Regions from separate parts of the Mus musculus genome. Here region 1 is linked to region 2. A link is a contact called in public Hi-C data. All regions are on one chromosome and are shown on one strand. The core of a region is the stretch at or near the end of the contact, and the rest is flanking DNA. Distances in the headings are between cores, read along the strand shown.

Region 1 (2,819 bases), core at 295-2,794, 2.0 Mb after region 2:
TAGCCCCAATTTAATCTTGGTTTCCAAACCTCAAAATGTCAAATACCCTCTATACTACATGTTCACTGTTTACACCTCCACTGCCCAACACTGACCCTGCACATTCTCAGCTAACCAGCTGAGTTTAGAATTTCTAAACCCCCATTTAATGCCGTTGATGAATTTTTTCCACCACCCCCCCCCCCTGTCTTTCTAAATACATAAATTTAAGCCTTTCTTTGAAATTCAGCTAAAAGTTACTATTAGGGTGTTTCCTTACCACCCTAATAGTAGTAATTGTCTCATTAATTCCAATTCATATATCATAGTGTGATTCAGATTAGTTCCCTTCATGTTTCATGTCCAGCTCCTAAGAGGGAGCGCACTAACTTTTATTGAAAACCAGCTAATTTTCCTCAAAAGTCACTTTTATCCTTTCAGACAAAGGTACAAGATTTAACTGTTAATTAAAAGTGGGGTACAATGTCCACATTGCCTCACTCAGTACTTGAGTACTACACTAAGCACAAAGGACTAACAAGTCTGAGGCAAGATTTCCTCCATACAGATACCTTCCTTAAGGAGTTTCCAGGTGACTGAAAGTAACTCCAACAAGAACCTGCTGGCCTTTAGAAGAGACACACAGTTTTCTATGAAGCCTTCTTTCCTTCTAAACTCCAATATTTCTGGAGGAACTCTTGTTCATTATTTCCTAGATGCTAAGGCCAGGGAAGCTCATCTTGGTATAAGTGTGTCGCACTGTTTGACACAGTAAAACTAGTGGTCTAGGACCCTTGAGTTAAAAGATCTAACCAAACAAGTCAGAGTCACAGACTCACAGGACTGTAGCTTTAAAGGCTTGGCAAATAAATAAATAAATACATACATACATACATACATACTTCGGTAATCCTATGTGATACGGACCAAAACAGAAGGAATTTATAGTTACACCAAAAAGACTCTGAGAAAAAAAAAAAAAAAAGACAAAGGAAAACCATTACTCTGGGGAGGCGGGGTGGGGGTCAGTAACTGGAAGACAAGGATCCTGGAACTAAACACCCATTAAATCAACTCCCTGTTAACTGGCTTAGGGTCTACGAACTGCTGTCTCCAGGAAGAAGGCCATCTACACGAAAATTAGACATAAACACTGTCCAGTCCCTCCAGGGAACCCTAAGCATAAGATCCTGTCAAGTTTTGACTGGAGTCACTTCGCTGCTTCGGTGGCCCAAAGGTGGGTCAGAGCGCCGACTCCAACTTCGGGAGTCGGGCCTCTTACCTTGCAAACCGGACCTGGAATACGATCTCTATTTTCCTCCTCCGCCTCTTTGGCCACATCGGCCTGCTTAGCTGGCTGCCCGGCATCTTTCGAGCTCCTTTTTGGCTTCTTCGCTTGAACCTCCAAGCCTCCACGCCGCTTTCTCTTGGTCGCCGCCATCTCGCCTCGCCGCGTCGGTCGCTGCCTGCACTTCCGGTTCTGCCGCTCGCTCTGCCTTCCGATCTCTATGGTAGCCCACGTTAGGCTGTGAGTTAAGTCATCCGGCTCCAAGGCGCTCGCTTCCGGTCTCGAGGTAGACTCTCTAGGCACACGGCGGCTCGGTGGTGACGGTGGCCTAGGTGGTTGCGTATCTGAACGGTGGCGGGAGCTGTTTGCCTGGCTTGCTAGCTTTTTGGACGCTCAGGGTGTTCTTGGGGCTGGGGTGGCAGGGGCTTTGAGGGGTCGGACGTCACCCACAGCCTGGCGCCAGGGGCTCCCTTAGTGGCCGCTGTGCGGCGAGCGGGCCGAAGTCGCGTTCTCCTGCAAGCCAGGTTGGTGGCGCTCAGAGGTGCTAAGCAAGCCCGGTTACCCGCGCCTTTTAGAGCTACCCTGTGAACTGCATTCAGTGTAGAATACCGTAGTTTTGAGACATGAAAATAGAATGATCTCGATTTCGGCTCGGGTTGAGGTCGCCAGTCCTGTCCGCACTGATAGCGAGGTTTGTTGTTCCGTGTCTCAGGTTTTCACACATCTTCCGGAAGAGGAGCATCCTTCTTCTCGGAGCCGACGGTACCGTGGACCATCCATGCCTCTCCTAACCCAGTACAATGAAGAGGAGTACGAACAGTACTGCTTAGTGGCCAGCCTTGACAACGTTAGGAATCTCTCCACTGTCTTGAAAGCCATTCATTTCAGAGAACACGCCACGTGTTTTGCTACCAAAAACGGAATCAAGGTTACAGTGGAGAATGCAAAGTGTGTGCAAGCAAATGCCTTTATTCAGGTATGGGGGAGTGAAGACATTTTTAAAGCATTCCCTAATGAATGAATTTGGAAGGACTTAATTCAACAAAACTCAAGTTAGTGAACAAAATGTCGTTACTTTTTTTTCTTTCCTGCCAACAAATACTTTCCCCATCTTGTCTCACACAGATAACGATTACTAGTGATAGTTTATTAATGACTCTTCTCACCATTTTCCTCTTTTAATCTTTACACATATAGACACTTTCTCGTTTGACATAGTGGCACCAGATTTAATTTTCAGTAGTCTTACAACTGATTGAATTAGGGCGAGAACCCTATTTACTCTTTACAGTATTATTGTCATGCACGTTTTAGTTTTTCCTCTTATTGGCTGTAATTTTTCCTCGGAGCATTTTCCCCCGGAGATAGAGTCTAACATGTAACCCTGGTTACCTGGAACTTGGTTTATAGACCAGACTGGCTTCAAGTTCTTGGAGATCCGCCTGCTTCTGCCTTGCCTCTGCCTCCCAAGTGCTGGGATTAAAGGCATGTACCACCACTGCCTGACACTGAATTATCCTATCCTTAAGTGACTTTAGCTTTAAGGGATAGG
Region 2 (2,700 bases), core at 153-2,652:
TGGCACCTTCTATGTGTGTATATGTATGTGTGTTTTAAACCTCCCAAAGATTCTAAGTGCAACTTAACTTCTATCCTTTGAAAGAAAATAGGTTTCATCCTTATCTCCATGTACGCTCAAAAACACTTAGAATTCTTTGTATTCTTGCACCCGTTTAGGCTAAAAAGTATCCAGAGAGTTTTATGTAGTCATTTAAAATTATCCTTACATAACAGATACAAATACAAAGTGTCGGAGTAAACCTGTCAAGTTCTTTCTACTTGGTCTTTGAATAAAAAGTCCATGTGCAACACACTCTGTCAAACAACATAAAAGCTCCTGGGCGGGGATGTGCAGTGTGCACAACGCTAGGGTTTTCTAGATTAAATATACATGTGGACGGTTTGATCCTTTTACAAAGGAAACCAGTCTTTATTAACTTTCCAAAACGTCCAAACAAGTTTGGCAGAGAATTACCACTGTAGCCGTGTCTGAGTATTTACATTTGTTTCACTAACTGAAACTACTTCCTCCCTTCATGGGGTCACAGGGGGAAGAAGGGGGGTTGTTTGTTTCACTGGGACGTTCCCCACTCCCGGACCGGGAAAGTTGTAAATATGGGGGACGATCGGGGCACATTTGCTGATAGTTGTATTGTTTCCGCCTCCTCACTAGCTACGGCTCCTCTCCCGGGCGAGGCCTGTCACCGACCAGCAGTCGCTCCGCTCAGCCCGGAGCTCTCCTAATCCCCGAGCTCAAGTAGATTCCGCTGGCCCGCGGCCTGCACTCTCCGCCGGGCCTACGCCTCCCCGGCCGCCCGGCAGGGAGCCCGGTTCCCCGTCACCGAAGCCGGCCGGGAGAGGCTACGAACCCCGCCGCCACCGCCGCCGCCGCCGCCACCCAGGGTGGCTGCCGCCGGAGAGGAGCGAGCGAGCGAACTCACTCTCTCGACTCGCCCCGTGGAAGAGACCCGGGGCCGCTGAGGAAACGGCGGGGAGGGGAGCGAGGAGGAGAAACGCTGAGGGACCTGGCGCCGGCGCCACCGCCGCCACCGCCGCCGCCGAAATAAAAGAGCAGGAATTTACCTGGGCGAATCGGCGTCTGAATCCGAAGCGGAGGCCGAGGCCGCGGTGGCAAGAGAGAGAGAGCGAGAGAGCGAGACTATAATCCGGGCCGGGAGGGGGGGTGGCTACGGCTCCTCTTCCGTCTCCTCAGTGCGGGGAACATGTAGAGCCGGGGGGAGAGCAGCCGAGAAGACAAATCGCGGCTTCTTCTTCGTCCTCCTCCTCCTTCTCCCACATAGAAACACTCACACAAACACCCGGCCGGGGGCCCCGAGCTACCGGGGGGGCATCGCCGCGGGCCCGGGAACCAATCCTCCTGGCGGCGGGGGCGTCCCTCCCTGGCGGCTTTGCTGGTGTCGGGTGAGTCGGTACCGACGGAGGGAGGGAGGGACGGGAGGGCGGGCGGGGGGGAAGGAGCCCAGTGTGTGTGTGTGTGTGTGTGTATGTGTGTGTGTGTGTGTGTATGTGTGTGTGTATGTGTGTGTGTGTCTCTCTCTCTCGTTCCGTCTCTCCCTCTCAGAACAAAATGCCGACCGGAAGTGCAGCTGCAGGAATGACTCCCTCCGCCGGCGCCAAACACTAACAACCACCCCCTCTTCCCTACTCCACTTCCGCCGCCGCCACCGCCGCCGCCGCCACTCGGGCTCGCAGCTCTGCCTCAGCGCGCCGGCTCCCGCGGGCTCCGGAGGCGCGGCGGCGGCGGCGACAGCGGCGGAGGCAGCGGGAGCAGCAGCGGCGGTTCTGCTCCGTGCCCTTGTCCTGTGCAACGGACGGCCGTGGATGCTGCCCGTGGGGTCGCTTCTGCAAGACGGCGTCTACGCCGTTGCTCGGGTGACCGGCTTGATTTTTTTTTTTTTTTTTTCCTTTTGGTCCCCCTCGAGGCGACAGCAGCCGGGCGCTGGTCCGCTGTGGTGGCGTGAGGCCGGGATCTCCCTCTTCTCAGGCGCTCCGGGCCTCATAGCCCCCCACCCTCAATCCCGGAGAAGGCGGCCAGCCGAGGCCGCGCTGCTCTCCCTGACTGGCCGGCCCCGGGCCCCGGGGGGAAGCCGAGCTCCCGCTGCCGGCGGGTTGGATGCCGACCTTTCAAACGCTGTTCCCGCAGCCGTGATGGATGGATCGTCCCGGGAGCGGCCGGATCCTATGTCTGTCTGGGTTATTTTCTGCGAAGAACACAGTCCTCGGAGGTGAAGACTCCCAGCCTGGCTGAGTTGGAATCGTGATCGTGGTGGTGGTGGTGCATTAATTTCTGGAAATACGAGAGGGCTGCTGGACTTGCCTCTTTTTTTTTTTTTTTTTTTTTTTTTTTTCCTTTTTGGCGGTGGTTTTGATTGCCTCCCTGGTAGTCGGGATAAGGCCTGTAGGCGACGCTGTGCAAGCAAGGAGCCGGTCGCTCTGGCGCTGCGATCTAGGTGTGGGTGGAGCCCAGGCCATCCTGACGCCGGGCACCGGAGCCCCGGCACCGGCGCACTTCAAAACATCGTTTTCCTCTGTATGTTGAAAACTCAGAGGCTCTGGACAAGGCTGGAGTACAAAATGTGAATACGAATACAGTACCGTACCCGATGGTAGTGTCTTACTGTAAAACCGGAGGGCATTTCATCGCCACACAGTTTTCTGTTTGCTTGCTTGTTTGTTTGTTTGTTTTTGTATAAATTGT

The links. Hi-C and Micro-C count contacts between places; a contact is called where the count stands out from the background.
Region 1: a Hi-C map of uterus shows a contact between it and region 2. The contact joins the promoter of Rad1 here to the promoter of Nipbl in region 2. A contact is called at or near these places in 2 of 39 promoter capture datasets (hippocampal neurons and pre-B cells), 6 of 484 Hi-C or Micro-C datasets (B cells, CD4 T cells, CD8 T cells and 3 more), 5 of 115 datasets of contacts at active chromatin or transcription factors (astrocytes, craniofacial prominence, differentiating embryonic stem cells and 2 more) and 1 of 9 other capture datasets (adipose tissue).

What each region holds. Positions count from the first base shown.
Region 1 is chr15:10,484,474-10,487,292 of GRCm38.p6, forward strand. It overlaps Rad1 (RAD1 checkpoint DNA exonuclease), which reads left to right and starts at 1,545. Exons shown (of 6, transcript NM_011232.3): 1 at 1,545-1,791; 2 at 1,980-2,243. The coding sequence starts at 2,046. It overlaps Brix1 (BRX1, biogenesis of ribosomes), which reads right to left and starts at 1,464. Exons shown (of 10, transcript NM_026396.3): 1 at 1,262-1,464. The coding sequence starts at 1,420.
Region 2 is chr15:8,443,061-8,445,760 of GRCm38.p6, forward strand. Nipbl (NIPBL cohesin loading factor) reads right to left here and starts at 1,403. Exons shown (of 47, transcript NM_027707.3): 1 at 1,065-1,403. LOC102634078 reads left to right here. Exons shown (of 3, transcript XM_017316813.1): 2 at 655-904; 3 at 1,003-2,700. The coding sequence ends at 2,231.